Regions from separate parts of the Mus musculus genome. Here region 2 is linked to region 1. Evidence: chromatin contacts called from public HiChIP or PLAC-seq data. All regions are on one chromosome and are shown on one strand. Each heading gives the region's core, a stretch centred on a gene start, on an enhancer-like site or on the middle of the called end of the contact. The rest is flanking DNA. Distances are from core to core; before and after follow the strand shown.

Region 1 (7,391 bases), core at 1,526-4,025:
GATTGGATTCTCTGGAGCTGGAGGCAGGGGTGATTGTGAGCTATCCAGTGTGGGTAATTGGAACCAAATGTGGGTCCTCTGCAAATGCCAAAATTTCTTAACAATTAAGCCATCTTTCTAGCCTTTTTGAGACAGTATCTAATGCAGCTCCAGGCTGTCCCCAAACTTGTTGTGTTACCATAGATAACCTTGAACTTCTTGTCTTCTTGACTCTACTACAAGAGCTAGGATTCTAGGCATGTACAACCATGCACTTCATGGGGGTGTTGGGCATCAAACCCAAGATTTCATGTATGCTAGACAAGCCCTCTACATGATGAGCCACATTCCCAGCCTTTAAATAAGAAAATATTCCCAGCTCCTCCCATTCATGACCCTTAGAAGCTGTAAGCATCAACTCTCTGTCTACTGCCTTCATCTTTTGAAAAATTCATACACAAGAGCAGAAACATTGGTGCACAATGCTTCCAGGGTTCCCTGGGAAGACGGCCCAAATGTTTTCTTTGCTTGCAGAAAAAACCACTGCTTTGCTTAAGTAGAATATTGAAATGCAATCAGAAAACCTTTATCTTGGTCATTTTCACACTCTGGAAAGAAAGCAATAGTTATCCTGACACGTGACATTTATCACAAGATTGACAGGACATGCCAAAGATCGCATTCGTAGAATTCTGTGAATAAAAGTTTAAGTAGGTGATGGTCCAGCAGTTAAAGCACCTGCCATATAAACATTAGGGTTTGGGTTAGAGTTTGGATCCCTAGAAACAACAAAATACGTTAGTGGGTGATTGTAGAGTTTCAGCTGCAGAAGGTGGAGGCAGGAGATGGATTCCCCACAGCAAGTTGGCTTGTAAGACTAGCCTTACTGCAGAGCTAGGGGTTTGACTAAGGACTTGTCACCATGAATAAGGGGAAAGAGTGGCAGGGAATGATTCCTGACATTAAACTTGGACCTCCACATGCACAGGCATACATGTGCTTGCAAGTGCGCGCGCGCACACACACACACACACACACACACACACACACACACACACACACACACCAAAAGTTGAACAAGAAAAAGGAAGTCAAGCTTGAAGTTTGACTATGAATTTATTTTCTGCAGAGAAAATTCCCAGTTCGTAGTGTCGAATAAGACGGCTTGCTGGAAGTACTTGAATCTTTTTGGCTAGTTCCACAGGGAGCCATTATCCCAAGGACTTTCTTCCTAAATTTTGGTGAACTCAGATGGCAAGAAACTGCTTAGGAACTTTGGGCCTCCTGACACTCTTTCTACTGTTTGAGAACAACAATCAGAAGGGTATCAGGGTTCAGAATGCAAAAGCACAAGTTATAAGTCACAGATGAATGCTGTGATAATAAATCACATGGGGGTGTGGAGACCACTCAGTGGATAAAGCACTTGTCTTGCAAGTGTGAGGATCCTAGTTCAGATCCTCAGAGTCCATGTAACGCCAAACTCCACAGCAAATCCTGTAATCCCAGTGTTCTAGTAGGCTGGGAGGTGGAGACAAGAGGCTACCCAGAAGCTCATGGGCCTGGTAGCCTGGCATTCATAGCAATGTACAACAGAAAACCCTGTCCCCAAAGGCTGGAAGATAAAGACTGATACCAAACCGTGTTCTCTAACCGTGTTCTCTATGTGGGTACACAGACACAGACAGACAGACACACACACACACACACACACACACACACAGACACACATACAGACACACACACACAAATTATACATGCATAATTATTTTAAAGTTACAAAGAAATCTACTTCCTTCTTTGACTCTTCCCTGACAAGCTAGAGAACAAAGATACTAGATACAAACTCCTGCACAGGAACTCCCACATACGCACACCTCCTCCATGGCCCTCTGCTTACTCAGAAGTTCCTATGGCACAAAGAAATCCAAATCAAAGGAAAAACTGAATGAAACTACCAAATGGCCTCACACATCATGGGGCTGGCTGCTTGTTGTCATCAGGACCTCAATGGAAATAGCACCAAAAATTAAACTCAACCTAAAATCATTCAAAGAAGGGAATATAGGACAGGAGAGACGGCTCAGCTGGTAAAGCACTCATCTTGAAACACAAGGAGCCCAGCCCAAATCTTCAGAACCTATACCCCAAAGCCAGGCATGGTGACCTGCAATCCCAACACCAGGGAGGCAGAAACAGGAAGAGTCCCAGAACTGATGAGGCAGTCTAGCCAAGTCAATGAGAGACCCTGTCTCAAAGAAGATAAAGGACACTCTTGAGACGACAGCCAAGATTCTCCTTTATCCTCTATAAACATGGACATCTATGTGTGTGAGTGCTTACACACACACACACACACACACACACACACACACACACATACACACACACACACACACACACACGTACATGAACACAGCACACAAGTATACACACGCACTAAATTTTATAAAAACATATCCCAACCCTCCTATAAGATGAACACATTCCAGTTACATTGGCTCACACCTGCTTTCTTGTTGCTGTTTTAATACTGATTTTTAGTGGCTTTTACAACTCCTTCATGTTACCCTAGTTCCACCTGGCTAGGCAGAGGCGGTCCAATACAATCACGATGAAGGGCAGGCAGAGTCCCCTTTCCTCAAACAGCTTGTTAGCATTCTCATTTGCTTGCCTTGACATCTGCAGCTCAGACGGAGGGGATTTCATTGACCTCTCAGTTATTCACAACCAGGGCAAAATAGAAGTGCTTAAGAGCTGGTATACAGAATTGTTCAAGAACAAACGCGTTTCCAGGCCCTTTCTCTTTATTCAGGATAACCAGAGCCCTCCTAGCAGTAAGGAGGCCTGAGCCTCAAGTGCAGACAGGCCTTTTGTCCCAGAGTTGTTCCTATTATGATGCAGAGGATGTCAAAAATCCTTACGCGGTGTTCTTTAAAGAGAAAAAAATAATACATGCTTGGGAATGGATCGAAGATCTTTGTTCTTGCTATCGCTTCCAAGGCGCAGCGAAAACACATATAGTTCATTCCAATTACCCGTCTGCATGCATTTTTCTTGAAGGAGCTGTTCCTGGCCCTGCATAGAATATTTATTGTGATATAATCATAACTATGGTGCTGTAAGTGTTGGTTATTTTTCAAGTAGAGAAAGATTAGTCTCACGCTCAGGCAGGCGGTCACAGGAGTGGCAGTTCACCACAGAAGCTGGACTTTAAATTAAATTGCAAAGAGAGTGAAGAGACACGGACTACCCAAGGACTCTGCTTAGACATTTCCCATCCCATTGTTGCTCCAGCAGAGAGAGCAGAGAGAGGCAAAAGCAGCCACTGTGAAAAGCTACTCTGTGTGTGTGTGTGTGTGCGTGTAGAAGCCATGACCTTGGGTCCCATTCCTCAGCTTCCAGCTACCTTGATTTCTGAGACAGAGGTGTCTTTCATGGACCCAGGTCGATTTTTCTAGTTTGGCTGTTCAGCAAGCCCCAGGAATCGGGTTGTTTTTGCCCTTTTCAGCCAGGAAATTTTAGACATGCAACACCAAACCCAGTTTTTTGGTTTTTTTTTTCCCCGTGGGTGCTGGGGAATTGAACTCAAGTCCTCAGGCTTACATGGCACTCTGCCTATTGAGCCATCTCCTCAGGCCAGGAGAATAGCTTTTAAAAGCACACTTATAGCATGTGGGTTGTAATGGAAGTGTGTCCCAGTCTTTCTGGGTGACCCAAAGTCCCATCTTTTGAGATAGGGGAATGAAAGGCTTTTCAGTCCCAATATAGAGGAATGACGTTCACAGGTCTAGCAAGAACAATGCTAAATGATCATGTTATGTGTATCTATGTCCATAGGCTACTTGGAATGGAAGATTAGTTTAATGTTTGAAAAACGCTTAAAGAATAGCGACTAGAAAGTCATTCCTGGGATGCTGTGTATACTAGGACGTTAGTGGAATCAAACCGACTCTTAAGAGTGCTTGGTTGTTGGCCTTCTCGCCCAAGTTCTGAAGGAATTAAGAATGTAAAGGAGGAACAGAATGGCTGGAACCAAAAACAGTCTGTAGTTTTAGAAGAAGTGGGATGGTAGGAATGGGTTGCTTTAGGGTAAGAATTAGATATACATTCAAATTAGCATCTTCCAATCAGCCAGTTTCCCCATCACAGACAGGGACAGACATGGGGAATATCTTGACAGAAGTACAACGTAAAGTGCATGTTTTCTGTAAGTGGCTGACTCCCAAGGGTGGAGGGGTGTGGGAAGAGCAGCAGCATGGGTCCAGTACACTCCTCCCGGACTTGTCAGTGTTCCATGTCTCTCCACCCCTGATGAAGAATAGAAAAGGTGGGAGGCTCAGATTTACAGACAGAGTTCCCTCCATCCCAAAGGAGCCTGGAGATGATGAGAAAGGATCCTTCAAGTAGTCTTCCAGGAGTACCACACATTCTAGGAGGGCCCAAGCTTTCCGAGGTCACAGCTTAGGAGTGTGACTGTCCGTATGCTCCCCCTCTGTCTGTCGGTCTGTCTGTCTCTGTTTATTTCTGTCTCCTTGTCTCCCTCTCCCTCTCCTTCTTCCCCATCCTCACCCCCCCCGCTCTCCCCCTTCCCCCTTATCATTAGTGTGAACAGTGTGCAAGGATGTTTGACATAGTGTCTCTCAACCACATGACAAAATACAATAAACATTTCATTTGGGAAAACTTGAAATTCAGAAACAGAATAAATAGAGCTGCATAAACAGAACAGTTTCTATGACCAAAGTCGGTTTGGCTAATGTCAGTCACTTGCATAACAGTAGTTCAATGACAGCCATGGGTGATATGGACTGAAAACTTGACAGGGTCTAGAACCATCTAGGGCAGGGTGGGTCTCAACCTTCCCAATGCTGCGACCCTTTCATATAGTTCCTCATGCTGTGGTGACCCCAACCGTAACATTATTTTCATTGTTACTTTGTAACTGTAATGTTGCTAATTTTGTGAATCATAATGTAAATATCTATTTTCTGATGGTCTTAGGCAACCCTTGTGAAAGGGTCATTTAACCCCCAAAAGGCCACTCCCCACAGGCTGAGAACCACTGCTCTCGGAGACAAGTGCACGTCTCTGAGAGAATTTTGAAGCTGAGCTCATTTAAGTGAGAAGACATACCCTAAATGTGAGTGACACCAGCCTGTGGGGTGTGGCCCTGATGTGAATAAAAAGGTAAAATCAGCACTCACCTCTCTGCTACCTGACTGTGCACCTAACACAAGCAGCTGCCCCACACCCCTGCTGCCTGGATCTCTCCACATGATGGACTGTGCTCTCAAACTGAGAGCGCAAATAAATCCTTCCTGAAGTGGCATTTGTCATACTTTGTCACATCAGTGAGAAAAATAAACGATATAATGATCAGAACTAAGACATCAGCATAGGTGATGCTATAAGGGACTAGTCAGTACTAGTTCCCACAGTACGGGAACTAGGTTTCTCACGGCGTCTGCATTGGTGCATCCACAGGAAGGGAACGGGCTTCTCGTGCAGGGCCTCCAGGCTCTCCTCTTTTTTCCATTCGAGGGACCCATGTTGCCTTTCCTTGCCACGTCTCCTTCCTCTTGTCTGACCTCTAACAACTCTCCATCCTCCCCTTGTCCTTACTGGTGGTCTTGAAGCTCTGAAGAAGTCATCAGGCTACTGTACACCACCCCATCCCCGGGTTGGCTTTGTCTCCTGCCCAATCATGACTCGCATGATGTTTTGCACTTTTGACAGGAATACTCAGGAGGAAAAGTTCCCTTCTGTTTCTCCTATCAAAGGGGGTGTGCTGTTAGTATGCCCTATTATTGGTCATGTTAACTTTGATGGCTTAATTCAAAGTACAGGCTGCTGGGGTTTCTGCCTTGTAAGGCTTCTGGGTTTCTATCTACAATTAGTAAATAATTGGAGGGAAGCATTTTTCTTTAGATTTATGTTTATGTGTGTCTGTGTGTGCATGTGCGCCTGCATGTAGGTGCCCTTAGAGGCCAGAAGAAGGCATCAGATCCCCTAGAGCAAGAGCTATAGAGGTTGTATGCTAACTAGGCTCTGTTCCTCTGCAAGGACGGCAAGTGAAAGTTCCCTTATCCACCTAGCCATATCTCTAGCTCCAACTCTGTTGGCCACTCTTCTCTCAGTTAACTATAGGTCATGGCTACTGGGTTGACAAACACTTCAATGTACCACTGAATGTATGCTGCATGCTTTCATGTATATTTCAAATTGTGGCTTTAATAAACTATATTATTCATGGAAATAAAGCTGAGGGAAAACTTTAGTCCAACTTTGTTGGTCTCTTAACCAAATCCACATGCTTGTGATGAGTTGGCAGTTTTCTCAGGATTAATGTGAAACATTTCTTCTTCTTTTTTTTCTCAACTCCCTTTTGAAGATGAAGGAGTAGAGGCTAGGAAGGGTGCACTGAACCTTCTACAAGCCCCAACACTTGCAGAGGGAACCTCATGAAAGACCCGGATCTTCTGGCTCCTAGTGTAGTATATCTGTGCCTCTAAACAGCGTTACAAGTTCTTTCTAGGTTATTTTCACTGATAAAAGCTGTTAAAAGGCTGGACATGTGATTCACTATAAGAGCACTTACTGTGCAGGCTTGAGGACCCAGACTCTAGCACCCACATACAAACACTGTGCCTTGCTGGGCACCTCTGACCAGCGCAAGGCACAGACGGGAGGATTACTCATCCCCAGCTGAGCAGAAAGGCACAAGGACAAGGGTCTGTAAGAAGCCCTGTCTCAAGAAAATAAGATGTAAATTAACAGAGCATAGCATACCCTGTCCTCCTTTGTCCCTTCTACATGTGTATGATTATGCATACACATCTTACACAGATGCACACACACACACACACACACACACACACACACACACATACACACACACACACACACACATGAACAAATTCAGTATATCATCAAAGCTTTCATCGCCTGCCTTATGAGCAATATGACTGCCCATTCACCTTCCCAGAAACAACAAGTGGATGGATGACCCTTGTGACAGGTCATGATATAATGTCTCACAGAAAGAGAACTGATACAACCAACATAATCTGGAAAGGTTTATTCTGGCTCACAGTTAAAGGTATACTCAGTCCATCATGACAGGAGAAGGAGTGGTGGCAGGAGTGGGAGGCAGCTGGTCACACAGCATCCACAGTCAGGAAGCAGAGGCAAAGTGGATGCTGGCGCTCAGCCCACTTTCTCCCGTCTATTCAGTCCAGGATCTAAGTCTACAGGATGAAGCTGCCCACTGTATCTTCCCACTTTAATTAACCTAATCTGGATAATCTTTCATTATCATGCCCAGAGGCTTGCCTCATAATCTCCATCCTAGATCTTGTCAAGTTGAAAATATTAACTATCATAGTGACATAATAATTGAACTTCTAGAT
Region 2 (7,304 bases), core at 879-3,378, 500 kb before region 1:
ACAATAATGAGTCTGTGCATCAGCTACTTCCCACAAGGTGTGTTTAAATGTTACTTTCCTGTTACTGTTCTCAGACAGGGTCTCCAGTAGCCGATGGACTCCCAGCTGCCTTAGGCCAGTGATAAATTTGAAGCTCTGGTCCTCCAGCTTCTACCTCTGGAGTGTTTGGGATTTCAGATATGTTTGCCTCCTCAAGCCCATCATAGATGGTGCTGGGGCTCAAAACTAGGGCCAGCAATCTACCTCCTGCACCATATCCTCAGCACTTAAATGTCTATATGCCTGCTTTGTCATCTATTGTATTGATGTTGGTAGTAACTATAGCATGGCTTCAGTGCTTTCAACCACAGTTTTAAGGAATAGATTCCTTCTGTATTAAACATAAAAATAAAGACAGAATCTCTCTGGCATAGCATTTATTTGTTAACAACTACTTGTAAAAGATGTTCAGTACAGGGAACTGTCTGTCATTAATGGGTCCTCTGCAATTCCCTCCGACCCCAGAGGAGAAGCCACTGTGTACGAGTGGCGCACCTGCCCCTTAATGTCAGCTAACAAACACAAATTGGAACGTTCTGCATTGTACGTGTTCGACTTAATCCTTTGGTAATGATTCCTGGGATTTCTAGGCTCTCTCAAACATGTTTGTTGAACAGTATATGAATTTTTCTACCTGTTAAAGGGAAGCAGTCCTATTTTATAACATGCAATGCCCAGAAAATAACTTAGCCTTATGATTTCCTGAAAGAGGTAAAATCTCCAAGACTAATTTTCAGGATCTTAATATAGTAACAATAAAAATGTTTAGCATTCATTTTTACTGTGTCTTATTCAGGCACAGATTTAGTTTTGAGCTCATATTTATGTATACACATATACATATAATAATTTATAAATGGAGGTGCAAAGTGAACATAAACATATCTTTAGCCTAGGTACAAGAGTCCCCTATTCTTTAGTAACCCCTTCCTCTTCTAGCCATCTGCAGAGAGTGACTTTAAGAGTGCGTTGACCCTTGTCCCTTGCTAGAGAGACCTGAGATGTGCCTGGTCACTCTAGAAAAATAAGCATCTTTTAGGGCCTCTTTTTTCCTTAACAATTCAAAGCAATCTTTCAGGATTTCTGTTTCCCTTTGACTATAAGTTCTATAGCAAGGTAAAGGCACTAATGTTGCCATGTGGTACAGCAACTCCTGCTGTGTTCAGACAGATCTGATAGAATGTTCCAGGAAAAAAAAAAAAAAAAAAACACTTGTGAATGAGAGAGAGCTAAGCATTCAACCAGGGTGGGAACTAGGGAAAATCTAGGAGTTTCAAAGCAGGCCCCTCTCAGCATGGGTCCTAACCCTTGCTTAAAGCACTCACAGTAGACTTGTAGCCATGTTGTGCAGTTCCTCAGTGAGCATGTGTCCAACCACACCGAAGCAGGTGTTCTATACGTGTTGACTCCAGTCCCTACTGGCATATTTTTTTATGAATCGTATTTATCATGTCTTCATTTGCTCACCACTGCTGTCACTGGGGACCAGTCCTGTGTCATGACATTATCCTTCATTTATATGATTGATCAAGGGCTAAATGTACTTTGAAAGGAGCCATTTAGGGAGTTGGGGAGACAGCACAGTAAGTAAATCGGATACTGTACAAGTATAAGGACCTCTGTGTAATCCTAGAACACACATTAAAAACCAACCAATCAACCAACCAAACGGGCAAACAAACAAACTGGCTTCAAATTGTAGCATCAGGGAGACAGAAACAAGAAGAATCCCAGGACTTTCTGGCCAACTAGCTTTGCCTAATTAAGGAGTTCCAGGCTAGTGAGAGACCTGGGTTTATGGAAGATACCCAAATTTGACCTCTGATTTCTGCAGGCCTATAGCAACATGTGTATATAAATGTGTACACATAAATGGTTGCCTAGGCGTTCTTGTAAGAAAACACATTTTCCTTTTTGATTGATGGATGCACTATGTTTATTCAGCTCATATATTAGTGTTTAATGATTTTTTTAAAAATAAACATGGTATTTCTATAACGCTTCCCTCCCAGATTAGCACACAGAAAGCTTTCAGTGTGTAATACCTTTCTTTACCTTCTCCTAAGGCTGATGATTCTGTGAAAGGAATCACTGAAGCACAGAACTGTAGCTGGCTCACGATTCCATGACGATCTTTTAACTCTTCTAAGCTGACCTTTCCAGGATGAAATGCGAATGTTTGCATTTCCCAACAACCATTAAGCAAACTGCCGGAAATCATGTTTTAAAAAATTGTGAATTTTCTCCTGTAATCTGTCTGCTCTCAAACTCTTGAAGCTGATCCTGTAAACACCAGGCCCGTTATTCTCAAAGCGTTGCTTGAAGAAACAGCTCTATGTAAAGAAGAGTCTCTGCCAGGCAATGGGAAGTGTGAAGGCCATCTGGAATGTTCTCCAGATGAATAGAAAGCATTTGTGGAAAATTAATATTAATTGCCAGGATCCTGCGAGCCACTTTGTGGCAGACTTAAATGCTTCAGCAGTAACTTGTACAGTCAGATGTTGACATTATAATTATTCTCTTATTTTAGAAGAGTGAATAATTACCATAGCAAACACTCTAATTTCCCATACACATAATTACACCCATTCACTGAGGAAAGACAGCAATATAAAGATTCCTAGTCTAAATAGGATTCTTTCCTCTCTCACTGATCTACAAAACGAAGGGGGCTGAACTGAATGAGTGGAAAAGGTACAATCTTAATAAATGCAATTGCAAATGCTCTGGAAGGCAAGCCCTAGCAGAAATTAAATTTATGACTTAATAATTAATGCATGAAAGGGGCTGAGCAGGTGAGACAAACAGCAACTTGGATTTGCGTTCTACATGCCACAGGAGAAAGTTATGGACATGGGACAAAACCAGCAGGGGAAACTGTATGAGGTTTTTAAGATCAAGATATCTGTATATTATTGTTAGCATCAGGATTAAGACTAAAAGTGGTCACTGACAGTCACCCTTAATAAGCACTTACTGCAGTTTTGGACCACTCAGCGCTTTGCTACTATGATGGGTAGGTTCTTACCAAGCATAAGACTAAGTCTCGTCCTCGTCTTAACCACGCAGTGATTTGGAGGAGGTGACACAGAGCTGTATATGGAATTCTTAGCAAGTGTTAGCGTGACATGTAGATTTTTTGTTTGTTTGTTTTGTTTTGTTTTTATTGGAGCTAAACAGTAAGAGTATGAGAGAAGATGACATAGATGTAAGGTTCAGGAAACATGGAGGGCACTGCAGGCAGAAAGACGGTACAAGTAGAAGGGATGGCGTATTATGGGATGCTATCTTTTAAGCAGGATTTGGCCTTTGAACTTTATGTCAAAGCAGTTGTGATTGTCTGCCCCAAGCCTTCATGAGTTCTACCCATCAATATTCTGTCATAGAAGAGGCAGGGGCTCTGAAAGTACCACCCTTCCATGAGGACCTGTAGGCCGTTAGTTAAAGATGTTAAATATGTCAGGAAAAAAGAGACATATTCTTCAACAGTGTCGCTTCTGGTACGTTTGCCATGGTCTTGTAAGTAGCTCCTTCCCATGCTGTCATAAGCAGCTCTAATGAAATTCAGCTGAATATGAAGCTAAAACGACATGAAAGCACAAGGGGACCTGTTGAGAAAATGCAGAGGAAAAGTGGGGAGGGAACATCAGAATATGATCAAAATGCCATGTGTGTGTATGTGTGTGTGAGGGGTTATGTGTGCATGCACGAATGTGTGTGAAAATCTCACAGTGAAGCTATTGTATATAATTATAAATATGCTAAGAGAAATAAAAAGCCTATCAGAATGTAGGGTACAGTGTAAATTAGGTGGGCGTGTTCTAAGAGAAGCATCAAGTTTGAGAAAAGAAGGCAGGTGTTAACCTTCATGGAAAATTTACCCATGGATTAGAAGATAGACGAGAAAGACCTCGGAATCCTGTGTAATAAGGCAGGAAGAGAAAGAGCATTTCCAAGTGTCACCCCAAATTAAGTCAGCGACAGAGTGTCTTAGTTTTTCATTGGTTCCTGTAGGTAGAGAGGCAAGAAAGGAACAGAGTAGTGGAGATGAAAGAAATCTATCCAAGACCATGGTAAAGATGGATCAGAGCAGAGCTCTGACAGTCCAGATTGCTTAGAGACTGGTGTGCCACCCTTTTATGTACAGGATATACAGTCTCAAAGCAAAGAGAGGGGAATTTAGGGATGTAGTCAAGTATGAAGGCACTTAATAAAATTGATTCCCAAGAATTCCTGAGGGGATAGAATAATTAATAGCTACTGTTAATTGTGATCAATTAAACATGACAATGGAGAAAGATCTGTGACTAAAGTAGAATGTATCACTGACTTTATCAAAGAGCCCATTGGCCAAGTAAATGATGCGTTCGATAAACTAAGTTGAGAAGTGAGCCTTTGGTCCAAAAAAAAAAAAAAAAAAAAAAAAAAAAAAAAAAAAAAAAATCCCAAGCAAAGAAAACGCTGTGAAAAATCTGTTCTGTGAAGACAGTGTTTCTGAATTAGGCAAACGACTATAGAAATCAGACTTACCACCCAGTTTGTCAACCAAAGTCTTAACTACCTCGATTATCCCCATCATCATCATCATCATCAGCAGCAGCAGCAGCAGCAGCAGCAGGTATTAAATCACATATGGTTTTCTGGAAGCTTGTTGAAATCAGAAAGTCAGTGAGGCGAAATCCTCACAGATTAGCCCTTTGCAGGACATGAACGCATTGCTCATGAGTGACATTCACAGCTAACACAAGCTCCCCTTGCTTTCTTAAAGGTTGTCTCTAGTTTCCAGAGTCCACACCAGGGATGGATTCCCTTGTCCCAGTATCAGTTGGACTTGGAGTTTCTCTTTAAAACCTACATAGAAATGGGAGCTGTGATCCCTCTGGGGTCTGCTTTGTCCCTCCCCTCCACAGTTAACTGATGTTAAACATCTACTTTTTAACTGCCTCATTTGCTCTCCATTGGCTAAGACAAACCATGCATCTCACCCCATGATCTGAAAATAGGAGTTCAGTCCCCTGAAATCCTTACTGTGGGAAACCCATGCCCTGACCAGCCCTGACCCTAACATGCATACACATCATCTTGTTGACATTGGTACCATTAATAATTACGTTTCTCCAGGTTGTGGCTGGTTTACATGGGTGAATATAAGGTAGGTGTTGGAGGAGAGCTTAGCCCTTTAGAGGTAAGTCCATACATAGGCTCACTCTTCAAGAATACAGTCTGTCATGGTTACAGGAGTGTGAGGTAGCTGGTCACATTGCCCCTGTAGTCAGGAAGGTGAGTTGAATGTTACTGCCCTGTGCACTTTCTCCTTTGTATCCAAGCCAGTACTAGAGCCCATGGAAAGGATTCCTCCACATTCAGGATGGATTTTCCCACCTGTATTAACTGAATCTAGAAATTCTTCAGTAGAAAAGTTCAGTTTGTCTCCTAGGTAATTCTAGGTCCTCTCACGTTAATGAACAACATGCCACCATTCTGCCAAAGCTGAACAAGAAGCCCATGGAAGAATCAAAGTGACAACTTGAATAGTTAGCTTCATGTCATCTTCACTGCATGAATTAATATGTGTAGTGTTCTGAGGTATGCATAACTCTCCACACATTTTTACTCTTTGTTTTCCCAGTTCTATGATGGCATCAAGACAAAATTTACCTGATTCTATGTTATGAATTAAGTCTCAACATTTGGTTCTTCATTCGGAATCCTAATTGATAAGTTCACTCTCCCCTGGATTCACTGAGACAGTCTCTCACTGAACCTGGAGCTTGTGTATCGGGCTAGTAAAACTAGCCATCTGGCTCTGACCTTCACACTTGGGGGACATGCACTTTATTCACTGAATTGTCTCCCAGCCTGGAGCTTTCTTTTACTGAAGAAAAGTTGGTCATGTTATATGGCTCACCTGTGGCTTCTCTTTCAGGATTCTACCTTGGCATAATGGACATTTTGAGATGCATCCGTTGCCCATCCGTCCTGTTTACCCTTGCAATTTCTGCCCACCCCAGCTCTACTCCCTGCCCTTATCTCTGTTATCTAAGTCACCCTTTGTTCCCCCCCCTCCCCACTTAAAAAAATCATCTTCTTTTTTTAGCTAGAATGGAAGCTTTGTCTTTCTCAGGTGATGTTATCAGCACTGCGGAGATATCCAGGACTCTTTTTATCTGAGCATCACAAAATCTGATTCTGATTCTTCTGTTACAGCCAACAGTTCGTGCTTTAAAAAAAAAAATCAATGCTGAAGTTCTTTATCTGCATCTCAGCCTCTAGAATGACCGAATCTTTCATAACTAATGGAGATATTGAATTCAGACAGTTTTATGTGGAAAAATACATCGCAATTTGTGTGAAAAGCAAAAATCGGGACAGCAATTAGATGCTGTAACTGTTGCTTAATTTAGATCCATTTGACATTGGTTTGCTAGAAACTGGTAGAGGGTTTTTAAATTAAAACTAGCCTTTTTATGAAAACATTTTTTTAGTTTAATTTTTACACTGATGTGTTTAACTTATAGGATTCTGTCCTGTGTGTGTGTGTGTGTATATGTATGTATGTGTGTGTGTGTGTGTTTCTGTATTTGAAATAGCATCTTCAAATTGACCTAAAGATTATTCATATGGAAAATAAAGTTGTCCCTTATTAATGTGGAAACCCCTTCAACATCTCACTGAGAAATCGAATAATGCTTTTCCTGTCTTTAGAGATAATCTCATGTACACCAAGAGAGGCTCAGACTTCCTAAGGAACCAAGGATGGCCTTGAACTTCTGCCTTTTCCCTTCAACCTCCCAAGTGTTGAGATTACAGATACAAGAGATTGCCACCCAGTTTATTCTGTTCTGGCCATGACCCCCAGACTTTGGGAATGTTAGCAAGCACTCTACAACTGAGCCACAGCCCTAGCCCCTCTTGTTTCCTTTCATATTAAGAGAGGTCACTGGTCTACCTGCCGAACTTGTCCCTTTGTGTTGCATGTGCTTCTGAACTGTTCAATCCTTGCCACTTCCATCTGACCCACCTCTTCCAAATTCTACAAAAAAAGGGCAACTGTGCACAATCCTTCTGTATAGTGACACATCAGATAAAAAGTGTTGTGTTTATGTTATGCTGATAAAGGATTAGGTTATTTTTTTATTATGTTAAACATGCAACATAAAAATTTCCTTGTTAACCAGTTCTGCAGAGAATTGGCTTTGCTACTTTTTCCTGTCTCAAATACACTTTCCATTCCTTTCCATGCATCCAGAATGCTATATTCCAAG

The links. HiChIP or PLAC-seq counts read pairs in DNA pulled down with a chosen protein or histone mark.
Region 2: an H3K4me3 HiChIP or PLAC-seq map of embryonic basal ganglia shows a contact between it and region 1, with 4 times the contacts expected there. The contact joins two enhancer-like sites. A contact is called at or near these places in 2 of 484 Hi-C or Micro-C datasets (the G1E-ER4 cell line and nephron progenitors) and 1 of 115 datasets of contacts at active chromatin or transcription factors (embryonic basal ganglia).

The regions. Positions count from the first base shown.
Region 1 is chr1:125,888,780-125,896,170 of GRCm38.p6, reverse strand. All of the region lies in intron 2 of Lypd1 (Ly6/Plaur domain containing 1), which reads left to right. Among named protein-coding and RNA genes, the nearest start is that of Lypd1, 20 kb to the left of the region's middle. Within about 2 kb of position 2,775, at least 3 of the 459 cell types and tissues checked have an H3K27ac peak or open chromatin away from gene starts, as enhancers often do. A contact at or near this core is called in embryonic basal ganglia, where this site is marked.
Region 2 is chr1:126,386,610-126,393,913 of GRCm38.p6, reverse strand. All of the region lies in intron 4 of Nckap5 (NCK-associated protein 5), which reads left to right. Among named protein-coding and RNA genes, the nearest start is that of Gm35562, 340 kb to the right of the region's middle. Within about 2 kb of position 2,128, at least 6 of the 459 cell types and tissues checked have an H3K27ac peak or open chromatin away from gene starts, as enhancers often do. A contact at or near this core is called in embryonic basal ganglia, where this site is marked.